2 separate regions of the Mus musculus genome follow, and region 2 is linked to region 1. A link is a contact called in public Hi-C data. All regions are on one chromosome and are shown on one strand. Each heading gives the region's core, a stretch centred on a gene start, on an enhancer-like site or on the middle of the called end of the contact. The rest is flanking DNA. Distances are from core to core; before and after follow the strand shown. Region 1 overlaps Nat10 (N-acetyltransferase 10). Region 2 holds the start of Lmo2 (LIM domain only 2).

The links. Hi-C and Micro-C count contacts between places; a contact is called where the count stands out from the background.
Region 2: a Hi-C map of Th1 cells shows a contact between it and region 1, with 3 times the contacts expected there. The contact joins the promoter of Lmo2 here to the enhancer-like site in region 1. A contact is called at or near these places in 1 of 15 datasets of contacts at CTCF or cohesin (large pre-B cells), 16 of 484 Hi-C or Micro-C datasets (the 63-12 cell line, the Ba/F3 cell line, Th1 cells and 13 more), 8 of 115 datasets of contacts at active chromatin or transcription factors (acute myeloid leukemia, bone marrow-derived dendritic cells, bone marrow-derived macrophages and 5 more) and 4 of 9 other capture datasets (adipose tissue, embryonic stem cells, liver and 1 more).

Annotation. Positions count from the first base shown.
Region 1 is chr2:103,739,337-103,746,077 of GRCm38.p6, forward strand. Nat10 (N-acetyltransferase 10) reads right to left here. Exons shown (of 29, transcript NM_153126.3): 9 at 4,950-5,083; 10 at 3,928-4,021; 11 at 3,708-3,806; 12 at 417-553. Among named protein-coding and RNA genes, the nearest start is that of Nat10, 19 kb to the right of the region's middle. Within about 2 kb of position 4,810, at least 12 of the 459 cell types and tissues checked have an H3K27ac peak or open chromatin away from gene starts, as enhancers often do. A contact at or near this core is called in Th1 cells, where this site is marked.
Region 2 is chr2:103,968,027-103,975,309 of GRCm38.p6, forward strand. Lmo2 (LIM domain only 2) reads left to right here and starts at 2,261. Exons shown (of 3, transcript NM_008505.4): 1 at 2,261-2,686. The coding sequence starts at 2,436. The region is part of intron 1 of Gm38515 (a long non-coding RNA gene); the gene reads right to left.

The DNA.
Region 1 (6,741 bases), core at 3,560-6,059:
CCGACACTTTCCCTTTTGTTTACTATTTTCTGTGATCTTTCCATACCAAGATGAACTCTATTTTAAAGTTTTAAGAAGAATAGTATAAGCATGTATAAGCATTAATGCTAACTATATCTATTTTAATATTACATTTCTATATCCTAAGATATAGGAAGTACATTCTAAGATATAGGACATTGCTTATAGCTGGCACTTTTTAAGCAAAATTTTTCAGTTTTTTGGGACACATTTAACCAGAGAGGAGTAAGAGTTTATGAGGTAACTCCCAGTGAAGAAACCCTAGAAAGAGCAAGAGTTTCCCAAAGACTTAGTGATGCTGAACCATTTTTCGTGGCCAGGTCACATTCTTTACATTCCTATTAATCTGCAGGATCACAGAGAAGAGTGACAAACAGCTCCACCAGGCACCTTACCCATTGATAGTAGATGCCATGAAAACCAGGTAGGGCCCAAGCAGGCTCTTCACCAGGGGGAGGGGAATAGCGGCAGCTTCATCTATCACAACCAGCTCAGCCTGGCCCAGTTTCACAGCATCTGCAGGGTGGATGTACTGTGGGGAAAAGATACAGATTGTAAATGTAGCCATCTAAATCCACAGCACCGGGTGAGCACCAATGACTCATCCAGAAGCCCCATCCGTCCACCGCACTGTCCCCTTCCTCTCTTCCCACAACTCCCCACTTTCTACTTTTGGCAGCTCAAGAATGAAATGAGCTTCAGGTTGGACACCTGGAACCAGACACTTCAATCACTGATTACATGACCATGAGGAAGGAGATCACGCCATCTCACAGAGCCTCATATTCTTTTTGCTACAAAAACAGGGAAGAGGGTAAGGAGATGGCTCAGTCAATAAAGCATTTGCTGCACGAACATGAGGGTATGAGTTCAGATCCTGCCCAACACTCACATAAAAGCACAGCACACAGACCTGCAACCCCCATGCTCAGGAGACAGAGGTGAGCTGCCTGGGGCTTGCTGGCCAGTCTGTCTAGCCAAACCTGGGAACTCAAGCTCAGTGAGTAAGAGATCCTACTTCACAAACTAAGTGGAGAGCAAACAAGGAGGACACCCTATGCAGATCTTCGGTCTCCTCAACACACTCATCTGAACACACACATTCATAAATATACATAACACAACACACACACACACACAGACACTAGGAAAACCTGCTCAATGGCTGCTTAAGGAAGAAGCAAGATTACTGTGTAAACAGTAAGGTGAATAACAAGGGTAAGGTCATATTGTCCACAGCTTGGCTTACGGAGTTGACTGACAGTGGCTGTATTCCTTTCCCTCCTTTCCATCTCCTGTTTTTCTTCAGCCTCAGATTAAGTGGCTCACCTCTTACTGCACGTGGCACTGGGTCTCTGATTTGTCCTCTCTGCCCTGACATCACCAACCTCTGGGATGGTAGGCAACTTCCAACTACTCTTTTTCCTTCTGATGAGGGAAGCAAGGGGGTTGCCATGTAGCCCGAGCTCGCCTCACGCTTCCTATGTAGCCAAAAGTAACCCTGGACTGCAGCTCCTCTCTCCTAAATCCATTGTCTTCCCACCGCTCCTCTCCCCCACCTCTCTCATCCTTAAATACACAAACAATCCATCAGTTGCTTTAGAGTTTTCTGCTGTTTTAAAATGGCCACGGAGGCAATATAAATAACCAATTAAAATAATTTAAGATAATCCAATTTCAAAAGTGTGTAAACTGCAAAAGCCAAATTCCCAGAGAGGCTGGACAAGGTTGCACAGCTCTTACAGCAGCTGTAGGGGTTGAAGCAGGAGGATCGGACACTGGCCTGGGGCTACACAGTGAATTAAACTAAGGCCAGTCTGGGTTACTCAGGGAGACTGGCTCAAACCAAACCAAACAGCAGCAACAAAAACAGCTGTGATGGTTCATACCTGTAATCAGTACACTTAGGGAGCTGAGACAGGAGGACAGTGAACTGGAAGACAAAACTAAAACTCAGGAGTTTACTGCACTGTACCCAGCATGAATGAGACTTAAAAACCCAAACCAAAAAGTGATATGAAGGTAGCAAATTTTGTAAAGGAGAATTTGGGGAAATCCCAGGAAACTAGACAGCTACACAGCTAGGTCTAAAGCTCAGCAATTCTATACTTGTCCTAGAAAACAAACACAAATTGTAGCACCTCATTTGACACTTGAAAGTACATCAACCTGACCTGCAAGCCTCAGTCTAGAGATGTGGCAAGCAGATGCAGACTGGAAAGGCGGGCAGCTGGAGGGCAGTATGGCATGCCTGCTCATAGGCACAAACACAGCCAGAGCACAGCCTCAGTACTGCTGGTTCCAGCGGGAACACTGGCCACGCACAGTCTGGTCTCGGGGCTTTTCTACGGGTCTGAAGCGTTAGTAAGAAAGCAAGCAAGACTGGGCTGATCTGGAGGTGACGGGGCGGGGGGGAGGGGGGGGAGATCTGCCTTACTTGCTTCTGGTCACAAATCTTTCATGGGACCCCACAACTTGATTCTTAACTAAATAAGCATTTCAAAAAATTACAGAAAGCAGCCACCAGGAAGCAGGCTGGCTTTAACTCAATACTCTTCTCAATTTCCAGGCTAGAAGGACACACTTTCTCAGAGCCAATACCCTGCCCTAGCCCCAAGACCCACCCCACACTAGCTGCAGTCCCCCCTGTCCCCAGCTGAGAGAATCAGGCAGCAGTGAGCTGAAAGGGCAGAAGGAGGAGACTAGAAAAAGACCCAGGGGCTTCAGAGATGGCTCAGCAGTAAGGAGCACTGACTGTTCCTCCATGGGACCCAGGTTCACTTCGAGCATCCACACTGGTGGCTCACAACTATTTCTAACTCCAGTTCCAGGGATCCCGTGCCTTCTTCTGCTCTTAAAGGGCAACAGACATGTATGTGGTACAAAGACACACATGCAGTCAAATACCCACACACAGAATTTTTAAAGGGGGGGGGAGGGTATCTAATAAAACTAACAGAGACTCCAGGGTAAAGGCGAAAGGCATAAACAGTGGTGGTGTCACCATCTGCCTTCGTATGCCGTGACAGAGCCACCCAGTGCCACTGCAGGCATAAGATTCAAGGATCATAAACTGCCAAGTTTACTAGGCTCGCTCACTTCCCATTCCAATCTAATGTCAAAAGCAATCAATGAATCTGTCCAGCAAGAGCCAGTGAGCCTTGTGCCTCTGCAATCCTGTCGCATGAGCCTCACAGAGACTGAGCAACACTGAGGCCTTCAGAAACTGGGCTTACAGAGATCTGTGGAGCTTTCCAGGAAATGTTGTTTAAAAGAGAAATAGGACATCAGCAAAACACAACGAGCCCCAGCACATTCTGCAAAGCTCTTTTCCTTTGAAATGGTGATGTGATTGTTCCAGCTGCAGATGTAGGTCTCAAAACCCACAGTAACTCAGCAAACGTCAACTGATGAGAGCCACCTTTCCCACTCTTGGGCACACTCTCAATCCCACTCCTTTCACAGTCAGAGACAAACTTAACTTTTCAATCCAGTGACATCACTTCCCCCACAGTTGACCTGAATGCCATCCTCACTTGGTGCTGATAATCTGCAACACACCACCATTCTCACACACCACTGCTGGGCAGGGCAAACCAATCACACAAATGGGCAAACCCCACACAGCTAGGTCCACACAGCGCGATCCTGGCTGGCCTGCAGAGCAGGTCTGAGATGAGCCTCACCTGAATAGTCTGTCTGTGCTCTCGGAACACATTGACCCTGATCACCGCTTTATTAAACTCGGGGTTCAGCGACTGTACAATCTCATAATCCAGATGCTCCTGGTGAAGAAAGAGTCAAACCCATGACAAGTTTCAGAGTCACTACTGAGAAAGCAAGCATTCCACAGACCACTGGGCAGAACTCTAGCACTAAAGCACACAGTCTACACGACTTTCTTACCTGATACTGCAGAGCATCAAATCCTTTAAATACAAATTCAAACAGCGTGTGGAGGTTATCCGGGCTTGGGGAGGTAACAAAAATATTGGAATACCTGCAGAACAAAAGAAAAATGGGGGAGGTGGTTTAGAAATTAAGAGACTTAGAACATTCTAAAGAAGCAAATAAAATTAAGGAATCATTTTTGGCTGCTTCTGTCAACACAAATGATAACCAGAGACAACAGCAGGGTAAGGGAGGAACACTTTTTGGGAGAGGAGAAAAGCAACCAAGACCTGAGTACACACCTCTGCAAAACTGAGACAAATGGGTTATCGGTGTGCTAGTAGCAAGCCCTGACCCAGGGCTACTTCATCAGTGTCAAGGCATACTACAAGAATAGCTGTCCACATGCAGAACCCACACACAGCTGCCAAGCCAGTATCCTGACAGGAAGGGCAGCCTCACACTCATCACTAGCTAGGCTGAGGTTTCCAAATTATGAAGTCATGGAGCTATGTGGTGCTGGGGCCAAGGCCAAATCTCTGCCAGCAGCAACCTGCAGGAGGATCTTGGGTAATCCCCTGGGCCTTGGTTCATCCACATACAAAGTGCCCACAGACTCTGTAAGCATCACCAGGGAAGACGGCACAGGGAGGACAAAGTTGTAGGTCCATCATCTGAGTTGGCAAAGCACACACAGGCCAGAAAATAATACCTTACTGAAAACAAATAAGACCCATCACCAACCAAGGTCATAATGTATTTCACCTGTATTTGTGCAATCACCAAAGCTAGTCAGACACTCTCACGATGAGAGGTTTTCTTTGCATTTGTGTCTGTTCAACTTAAGAAGCAAACAAAAGAGCTCTGGTACTGCCTACAGTGCCTCCTAGTGGCCCAGGGGAGCAGTGCTGCAGCTTCCAGACAAATACCCATGATCCTGACAGAAGTTACATGGTGGACAGCCCTGATGAGGAACCAGAGACAACTCCACCAGGTGCCTGACTCAAATCCTGCACACTCCCATGTGGAACCCTTACCCGAATGCCACTGCTCCAGCGATAGCCAGGCCCAGGGCCGCAGACTTGCCCCTTCCTCGGGCAGCGGTGAGGGCTACAGTACTCCTTAGAGTCTTCTCCGAGATCCCCTCAATGAATTTCAAGACAGCTTTGGCCTGTACAAAGATAACATTATGCGAATGTCCAGAAAGGCTATGGGGTTGGCTCTTATCACCAGTCGTGGAGAGGTTAGGCTGACGTTGAGGATAACAAAAAGGGTATTAGTTCCTACAGGCCAGAAAGCCCTGCTTGGTGCCTATGTTTCTCATGCCTTGGTCGGCTCCTCAGCTTTGTCAAGACCCAAAGTACCCTCAAAGCTCTCAAGTTTCTATCTCCACTGTAGACCACCCCCCCACACACACACTTGTCATACCCTTAGGTAGGATTCCTATAAGATCCATTTACACACAGACATCTCAGACGTTAAGCTGATGTAAAACAGTTCTACCTACTAGCCTCCCCACCGGAGTTTAACTGTCCAACTCTGGGTTAAACATACCCTCCATTTTCTCACCCAACCCTGACTTTCTAGTACCTCCTTTTGGTGACACCTTCAAAACAGTCAAGCCATTCCTCACAGCCCTCTAATTCTGCTCACAGCCATATTCTCCTGTTCCAGCTAACTCCATCATAACAGCAAGCAGCTTCAGTTACTCTTCCTGCTTCAAGCCATATCACAGCACAGCCTGCAGTGAGCTCGGCAGCTAGAGAGCCTTCTATAAGCTTGGGATGCTACCACAGTGTGCTAAAAGCACACAAAGCTTTCTTTCCACTGTCACCAGCTCTCCTAGTGGCATTTAGTAATGTCTATCCCCCACGCCTACCTCCTTCTTGCTGCTAGCCCTACTGGCCTCCTTGCTGGTTCCTAACCCTAACCCAACCCACACTCCTGCCTTCAGCCTATGCAGCTGCTAACCATTCTGCCCAGGGACTCATTTCACAGCTCCTTGGAGGCTTTGCTCTACAATCTTTCACCCCCTTACCCGTGTCTCTGGAAGCATCATTCTGATGTGCCCACACCTCTAGACTTCCTTTCCTTTTTCTTTGCTCTGCACAGCTCTTTCCACTAAACCGATTTAGTGGAAGAAACTAATTTCCTCCACCCAGAATCTGAATCATCCTAAAAAGCAGAGGGGCTCTCAGCCTTTCTAATGCTGAGAGCTTGTAATACACTTGCTCGTGTTGTGGTGACCTCCAACCATAACACTGTAATTTTGCTACTGTTATGAATCGTAATGTAATATCTGATATGCAGGATATCTGCATGTATGAGACCCACAGGTTAAGACCCACTGCTATACAGTATGAGCTCTGAAGCAAGAACCTTGCTCACTGCCAAGCCTGGCACACAGCCAAGTACATGGCACCAAATGGGAACAACTTCTACATGGGAGCCACACTAGCAATCAGGCCAAACCTGGGTCCCCGATGAGATCTAAGGAGTGAAGGAAGCTGTGCCTGTCGTCCTGAGGAGCCAGTCTGGGTCTCAGGGCAGAAGCACTAAGATGAAGACCCAGCAGTCAGGAAGGCACTTCAGGACACCAAGCTCCTCAGATGAAACACCCGAGGGATCAAGTGTGATAACTCATCGGTCTTTGCTGAATGATATTTTACTTTTTAAATTTTAGGGAGAAGTTCCAAATGCTAATTAAAAATTACTAGACTGAAATATATCCTAAATTATTTATCTAAAGTGAAAGGGTAACATGAAAAAGACAAATATGCAAGTAATACAGACATGAGCAGACCTCATAACCAAAAGGGAAAACAAAAC
Region 2 (7,283 bases), core at 1,011-3,510, 230 kb after region 1:
TATATATATATACATATATATGTATATGTGTATATATATATATATATATATATATATATATATATATATATATGCTCCCATTTCATTAGAGATCCATGTACCACATGATGGGTGTATAGTTCCATCAATCCTTACACCAAACCCTCTAGTTAGTAAATCCCATTATTCCCATTTTACTAACAAGGATGCTGAAAGTGTAAATTCTGCTTGTTCAGCTGAGTTCACATGATGGTAAAAGGGAGGTTACAATACAGGCAAACTCCTCAGCCACTTTCTTCATGCCGTATCTTGAAGGTAGTTTTCCTAGTCACATGAGCTGATAAGAGTCTAAAGCAACCCCAGGAAATATGGTTCTAGTGGCTCGGCATTAAAACATCATTATTAAGTAGATATACTGCTAATCACAACCCGTGTGTTTTCATTGTTTCTTTTTCTTCTTTTGGTTTTGGTTTTGAGACACTGTCTCCTGTAGCCCAGACTGGCCTGTGACGAACTTTGTAGGGGAGGATGACTTAGAATCCCTAATGCTCCTGCCCTGCCTGACCTGGGATTACTGGCCTGTGCTACCACTAACAATGTTTATTTTCACTTCAGATAGAAATGAAAGTAGAATAACAAGTTATGTATTTATCATATAATTTAGGCTTGCCTAAACATTGTAAAAAATTTGTTTTTTAATTTAGAAAAACTAAGGACTTAAATAGAAAATATCTTTTTATACACTGAAGGTGGGTTTTGGACCAACACGAGGGCAGGCGCACAAACACAGATTTTAATTATTCCCTTTCAGTATACGTGTCAGGACATGGAGAGAGAGGGAAATGACACGAATCTGTGGGTAGTGGTTCAGGCTATTGCTAGGGAGAAATCAGGGAGGACTTTGCTCAGTACGGGGAATCCGGGAATTCATTTCTGACTATCATCTTCCGGGGTGAGCTGGTCTAGGTTATTAAAGCAATCTTTAAATTGGGGCTGAAATGCCTATGTCTTTGATCCGGGCTGTTCTTACTAAACAATGGATTCTGAGAGCACTCGGGACTTTCCTCTTTACAAACCTGAAGACTGTCATCATCATAAGCTAACGGGCCTTGAACGATCATTTCTGGACTCAGTTTCAAGGAACTCAAGGCCCAGGGGGACCTAGGTTTTTCTCCTGAAAAGTAGCTAGCTGGAATCCATCTCTTCCCTTCTGTATTTCTTTCTCCTTCTAGAACTTGTCTTCAAGCTTGAAGGAGAAACCTGCCCTTTTCTTTGTTTTATATAAGACAAAATAATAGTAAGTAATAACTGAAAGTCTTTTTATCGGGAAGGAACTTCCTCCGGTCCAAGCAAGTATTGCTGCTGATACTTTACAGAGAGGGCCAGCCTCACCGCTGGAGTTCGCTCTTTGAAAGAGGCTAGGGGAGGGAATTCTGCCGCCAGCAGATGGAGAGGAGACCCGGACAACGTGGTCCCTCCCAGACACCCTCCCTGCGGGATTAGCTGCCCCCAGCTCTGCTCAGGCGCACCTAGCGCGTGAGGTTCCTGGTCACACAGCTTGCGCCCCTCTCTGGAGAGCAGTCGCAGCTACTAGCTTGCCGCCAGCAGAGCCGCACTGTCTCGGGCATCGCAGAGCACCACGACTGTGGACTTGGGACCTCGAACCCGAGACGAGCGCGCGCTAGCCAGCCATTAGCAACGCTTGCATTTCTGCAGGTGCTTATTTCACATTCTTGTCTTTTCTTTCCTGCTGGAACGGGCGAGTGGTTACTTTCAGCCTGAGGCCAAAGGGAAAGGCAGAAGAAGGGGAACTCTGAAAAAGACAGTTTAGTGGCAGCGGGATTCTTGCCCCAGGAGAGGGGCTCAGGGGAGACTCTCGGTCTCTGCCGCGGGCCCTTTTAAGAAGCCAAGTCAGGGCTGCCGCTGTCGCCGTTGCTGCTGCTGCCGCTGCCGCCGCCGCCGCCGCCGCCGCCGCTATTTGGATTGCTAATCCCCAGGAGCCCCGTTTAAAAAAAAAAAAAAAAAGGAAGAAAAAAAGGGGGGAGGGGGCGGGCAGCTGTCTCTTTAAATGTGATTTCCTTCTATTGTATTTGAATCGTGATCAGGAAAAAGGAAATGAAACCAGAGACAGAGGGAAGCTGAGCGAAAATAGACCTTCGCGAGAGAGGAGGGAGCCTGGGGAGAGCCGCGCGGTCAGCTCCCCGCCCCCAGGCCGCCGCCCCCTCACTGCCCCCGGCGCCCCGACCCCGGCGAAGGTGCGAGGGGCTCGGGGCGACCGGGCGGAGCCGGCTACTGCGCGCGATCGGGACCGGGCGGCGGCGGCGGCGGCTGTGGTGACGGCAGCGGGACCGGGATGGAAGGTTAAGTCCTGAGCAGCGGCAGCTGTCGCAGCCACCGGAGGGAGGCCGGGCTGCTCCCCGGCCCCCTGCCTTGGCCGCCGCGCGCCGGGCAGCTGGATGATTCGCTCTCTCTCTTTGGCGTTTGAAGGGAGCGCGGTGACTGTCCTTGAGCGTGGAGGGGCGAGCTCGCCAGCGGAGCGACCGAGCAAGAGGAGGCGCAGGAGCGGCGGCGCCCGAGCACCCGAGGGGGTCCGAGTCCAGGCAGCTAGCCAGCCACGCGCCACAAAGGGAGCGCCCCCGCCGCCCGGCACGCCGCCCCCCTCCCCAATGTCCTCGGCCATCGAAAGGAAGAGCCTGGACCCGTCTGAGTAAGTGTGGCGCTTCTGTTCCGGCACCCCAAACAGGGTCCCAGGCTAGGCGCGAGGGGCTGACTCCAGGTGCGCGCCCGCAGCGTGCCCTTGATCCCTCCGTCTCCCAGGGGTTCTCTTTCCTCGCGGGTGACTCTGGAAACACCGAGAGGGACTGGGCGGCGGAAGCTGTAACTGGGATCGACCCTGCGGACCGCTCCGGGCTATCTGGAAAGCTCCCCAAACCTTTACCAGGGCCAGAAAGTTTGCCCAGGAGCTGGCACCCGGAGCTCTGAGGCACAGGTGCAGGGCAGGGAGAGTGGAGGACAAGATTCTGCCTTCTCCCTTTTCGTCCCACCCTCTCCAGGTTCCCTTCCTTTTTGTCCATTTGGCCTTGGAAAGGGGGGCATCCCAACTAGAACATCCCGGGGTCTCCGACGTCGACTCTCCTACCAGGCCCGGAGTAGAGCGGACAGTTGATGAGGTCCGCTTGTCCACCTGGGAACTGGTTCTGGCCTCCAGAGACTTCTAGAATTGCTAATCTGTCGTTCCTCCCGGTACATGTTCGCCCCTCCCCTGAGTTTCCTAGTGCGGGCATGTGAACCTCGAAAGTTAGTGCACATTTTTTTTTCTGTCTAGTATGTTTTTCTAGGGAGCAGAATCTCATCGAACTCTCAGAAGGGCTGTGTGTGTGTGTGTCAGCGAACCAGAGCTTTAATGAGCATGTACTGTCTAGTGCTCTGAGCTTTGCGCTGGTTTGCAAAGAACAGCCCCCCCTCCCTTCCCCATTCCACAGCCTGTACCCTCCTAGCCCATTCTCTAGCCTTAACAAGGGGAGCCAGGAACGAAGGTATCGGTTTTTTTTTTTCCACGTCCACACAAATGCCCTTTTAAGAGTCATTAGCTGTCTGGTTTTGAGTTTTTATTCCTTTGAAGTCCTCATCTAATCCTTTGAAGGGATTTGTTAACACAAGACCAAAGGCACTGCTAATGACTTGTCCGTTTGGGCTTTTAAGATGCATTTGTTTTGGTGGGGTTTTGCCCCCCTTTTCTTTTCTTTTCCTGCTTTAAAAGAATTGTGCTTTCCTGCTGGAGTTTTCCTATTCACCCCCCCCTTCAATTTCAGCCTTCTGTGGTGTTTATTTACCTGGGCTTTACCCTCAGCCAGCAGCATAAAAACCCAGCGTGTTCTCATAAAACACAGGAAGTCCCACGATCCAGCAAGAATATAAACATCACTCTTCAGTCTTGAAGGTTAAGACACTAGCTCAGAAAGGAGCTAGGTTTGTTGGCAAGAGGACCAGCTTCCTTAAAATCTCAGGAGAGAAACAACAACCCTTTAAAGAGTCAGTGTCTATAGCTTGTTCCCTTTTAAGCATAAGCTTAGAATTACATCTGGGCCCCGAGTTTTCAGAAATTGGACAAGACATAAGATTACACAGTTGGGGAGGCAGTCTGGTGAACTGCTGTTTACTGGCTCCCTATCAGCACAACCTAACCACTAATCCTTTATTAGATGTTGAATCTACAGAGTTTGGCTTCTTAAAAAAATTACTAATTACATGAATGTGTGTGTGCACCTAAGCTCAGGTCCCCTGGAGGCTAGAGGTGAAGGATCTCCCTAGAGTGGGAGTCACAGGTAGTTGTGAGCCATCTGATTTGGGTGTGGAGACTCCAACTTGGGTCCTTTGGAAGAACAGAAATCATCCTTAAACAGCTGAGCCTTCTCTCCAGCCTGGGAATTGTGTTCTGTAAAGGAAGTTTACTCTTGCTAAAGTTGGTGCCTTTTATTGCCTCAGACTAGAAAACTGAAAGGTATCTCATAGCTGTAGTAGTGAGCACCTACCTAGTTCAGGAGGTCCACTGGTAGTTCATCTTTCCTGCAGTATGTGTCCGGTAAAGGAAGGCTGTAACTGAAGATGGACAAGCCCCGTGGGAAATGTCTGTGGAACATTTCCCCTCTTTCTGGGAAATTGTTGAGAAATTTTTGCCAGAAAATCAAAGCTAAAGAGATACTCAGGTGTCATATTTGGGACAGGCTGGCGGGAGAATATCAAATATTAACTTAAGGTAAATCTCATTTAGTCTTTGGCTTGAATTGTTCAACAGAGGTAATGGCATGTCATTAATTATAGAAAGATAGACCGAGTCCGAATCTTGTCCTGTCTTTATCTGTTGTTCTCAGACCCTCGTGTCTCTTTCTCGTGCAACTAGCTCTCCTGCCAGCGGCCTCACTGAGTGCTTGCTCAAAGCCAGCTTGGGTCTTTACCAGCTTGGATCTCCAGATGCAGATCGGTCCTTGCCTAGGCACGTGCAAAGGTAGCGTGTGCACAGGAAGCCAGTATTCATGAACACAGATATCCTTCACCATGCAATTGGTGTTCCCTTCTGCTTCCCTACAGGTCATTTTAATTCTAGCGAATTTTGTTCCAGCTAAGTACAGATTCTTCTCTTTCAAAGTTGGCTGCAATAACATCCACCCTCTGGGCATCAAGCATGATGGGAGTTCTGTGAGTGTTTTTGAAAGCCCACTGTAAAACCTTGAGCTATGCAAAGGATGGAGATTAGATTCTGAATTGGTGCACTTGAATAGGCCAAGGATCTTAGTTAACTTTCAAATATGAGGATGGATGCCTTATATATACCCTATAGAAACAAAGGCTCTAGTAGGAACCTGACAGGGTTTCTCTTTGTAGTTCTGGCTGTCCTGAAACTCACACTGCAGCCCAGGCTGGCCTCAAACTCAGAAATCCACCTGCTTCTGCCTCCAGAGTGCTGGGATTTTTAGGTGTGTGCCACCACTGCCTGGCAACTTCTAGTGTATTATTAAAACGATTTAAGGTCTTAGCCCACCTCACCCATAATTCTGTATACATGAGAGACTGGGGCAGAAGAATGGAAAGTTCCAGGACAACCTGGGCAATTTAGTGAGATCTTGTCTTAAACTTTAAAAGGAAGGAAAGGGTTTTCGAGCTGCCTCAGCTGCTAAAGGTGCTTGCTCTAAGTCTGATGACCTGAGTTTGATTCCTGGAACCCATGTGAAGGGAAGAGAGAACCGGAATACAGCTCAGTGGTTAAGAGCATCCCCTGCTCTTACATGGGACCCAGGTTGGATTCCCAGCACCCATACTGGGTGGCTCACAACCCTCTGTAACCCCATCTCTAGGGTATCTGAGGCCCATGGCCTTCTGGGGCACCTGCCCTTGTGTGCATCTTCACCCTTCCCCCCCCCCCACACACACACACATACAATTATAAATAAAAATAAACCTTTAAAAACAATATAAACAAACAGAATTGAGAAAGAAGTCAGTGGTGGAGCACTTACCTAAAGCGACTAGGGACCTGGGTTTGATCATCAGTACTGAAACAACAAACAAACAAACAACACCTAAAACCTGACTTGATCTTTGTTTTTCTCAAAGAAACTGACCTGAGCTTCAAACTTCCTGGTTCTAAAAGAAGATACTCTTATATTTTGTGCTAAAATGGTGGGTTTGGCATTAGCATTTAGCTAAATATTGACAACGGATGCTTAATAGTCTCCTAGATAGGGTCACCTGTAGATGCTGGAGTGCCCTATAAACACTCATTCCCTGAGTCTCACTGTCCCCAACTATAATGAAGCTGGGCTTCATGGGTACAGGCCAATTACGCCACAAGGTCATTTGGTAAAAGTGCCAAATAAAACTAAGAGACACAGACATATCACCTAGGGTACTCAGGAGGAAATTCCATTGGAGATTTCATAATAGGAATAAAAACCAATTAAAAAAATTTTTATACTAGATTTTTTTAAAAGCAGGTTTTATTTGAACAGTGTTCCAGGAACACATATTACAAATTAACAAGCATTAAGTATCCCCTGTCTCCTATCTGACATCACATTCATTTCTTCCATGCCGTTTTCTCTCAGTAAAGTTATTTCTTACATGTAAAACAAAAGTGGTCAGGTTCCAGGGAGGCAAAGCAAGCAGAAGGCCCTATGTGTGACTTTAAAGCAAATTTTTACATTAGTGTGTGTGTGTGTGTGTGTGTGTTTATCTATGTGCATGGATAGAACAGCCTGCTGTAATTGGCTCTTTCTTTCCGCTGTGTGTGTCCTGGGGACCACATCAGATCATTGGGCTTGGTGGCAAGCACCCTCACCTCCTAAGCATCTTGTGATCCCCTACATAACACTTTTTAAATGAAAGAACACATCCCTCAGGCTCACTGTGAACACCGTGCCTGGATTGAGACTTTGGTATCAATTTAATTGCCTTCCACTCTCTTTTAAATCCATTGTTTGGCCCCCTCCTCCACTCTCTTTACTAATTTGATTTTATTCAAACTACTTTTGCTGTGGTGAAAAAAGTTTGAAGGAAAAAAAAAAACCACATCACCACTATCCTCTGTCTGTTTAAGAGCTGCATCGTGACCTAGATTTCCTGCCAGAGTCATTCAGATCTTGTACTTCTTTGAGACAGTGTCTAACGCAGCCCAGAGCCTCCGGATGATGCTGATAAACTTGCCATCCTGCTCCTCCAGGTTCCACCTCAGGATGGACTGGGTGTATGTCCCCACTTTAGGTGGTACTGGAGAAATGACCGTTGGGCCTCTGACATGTTGGGCTGTC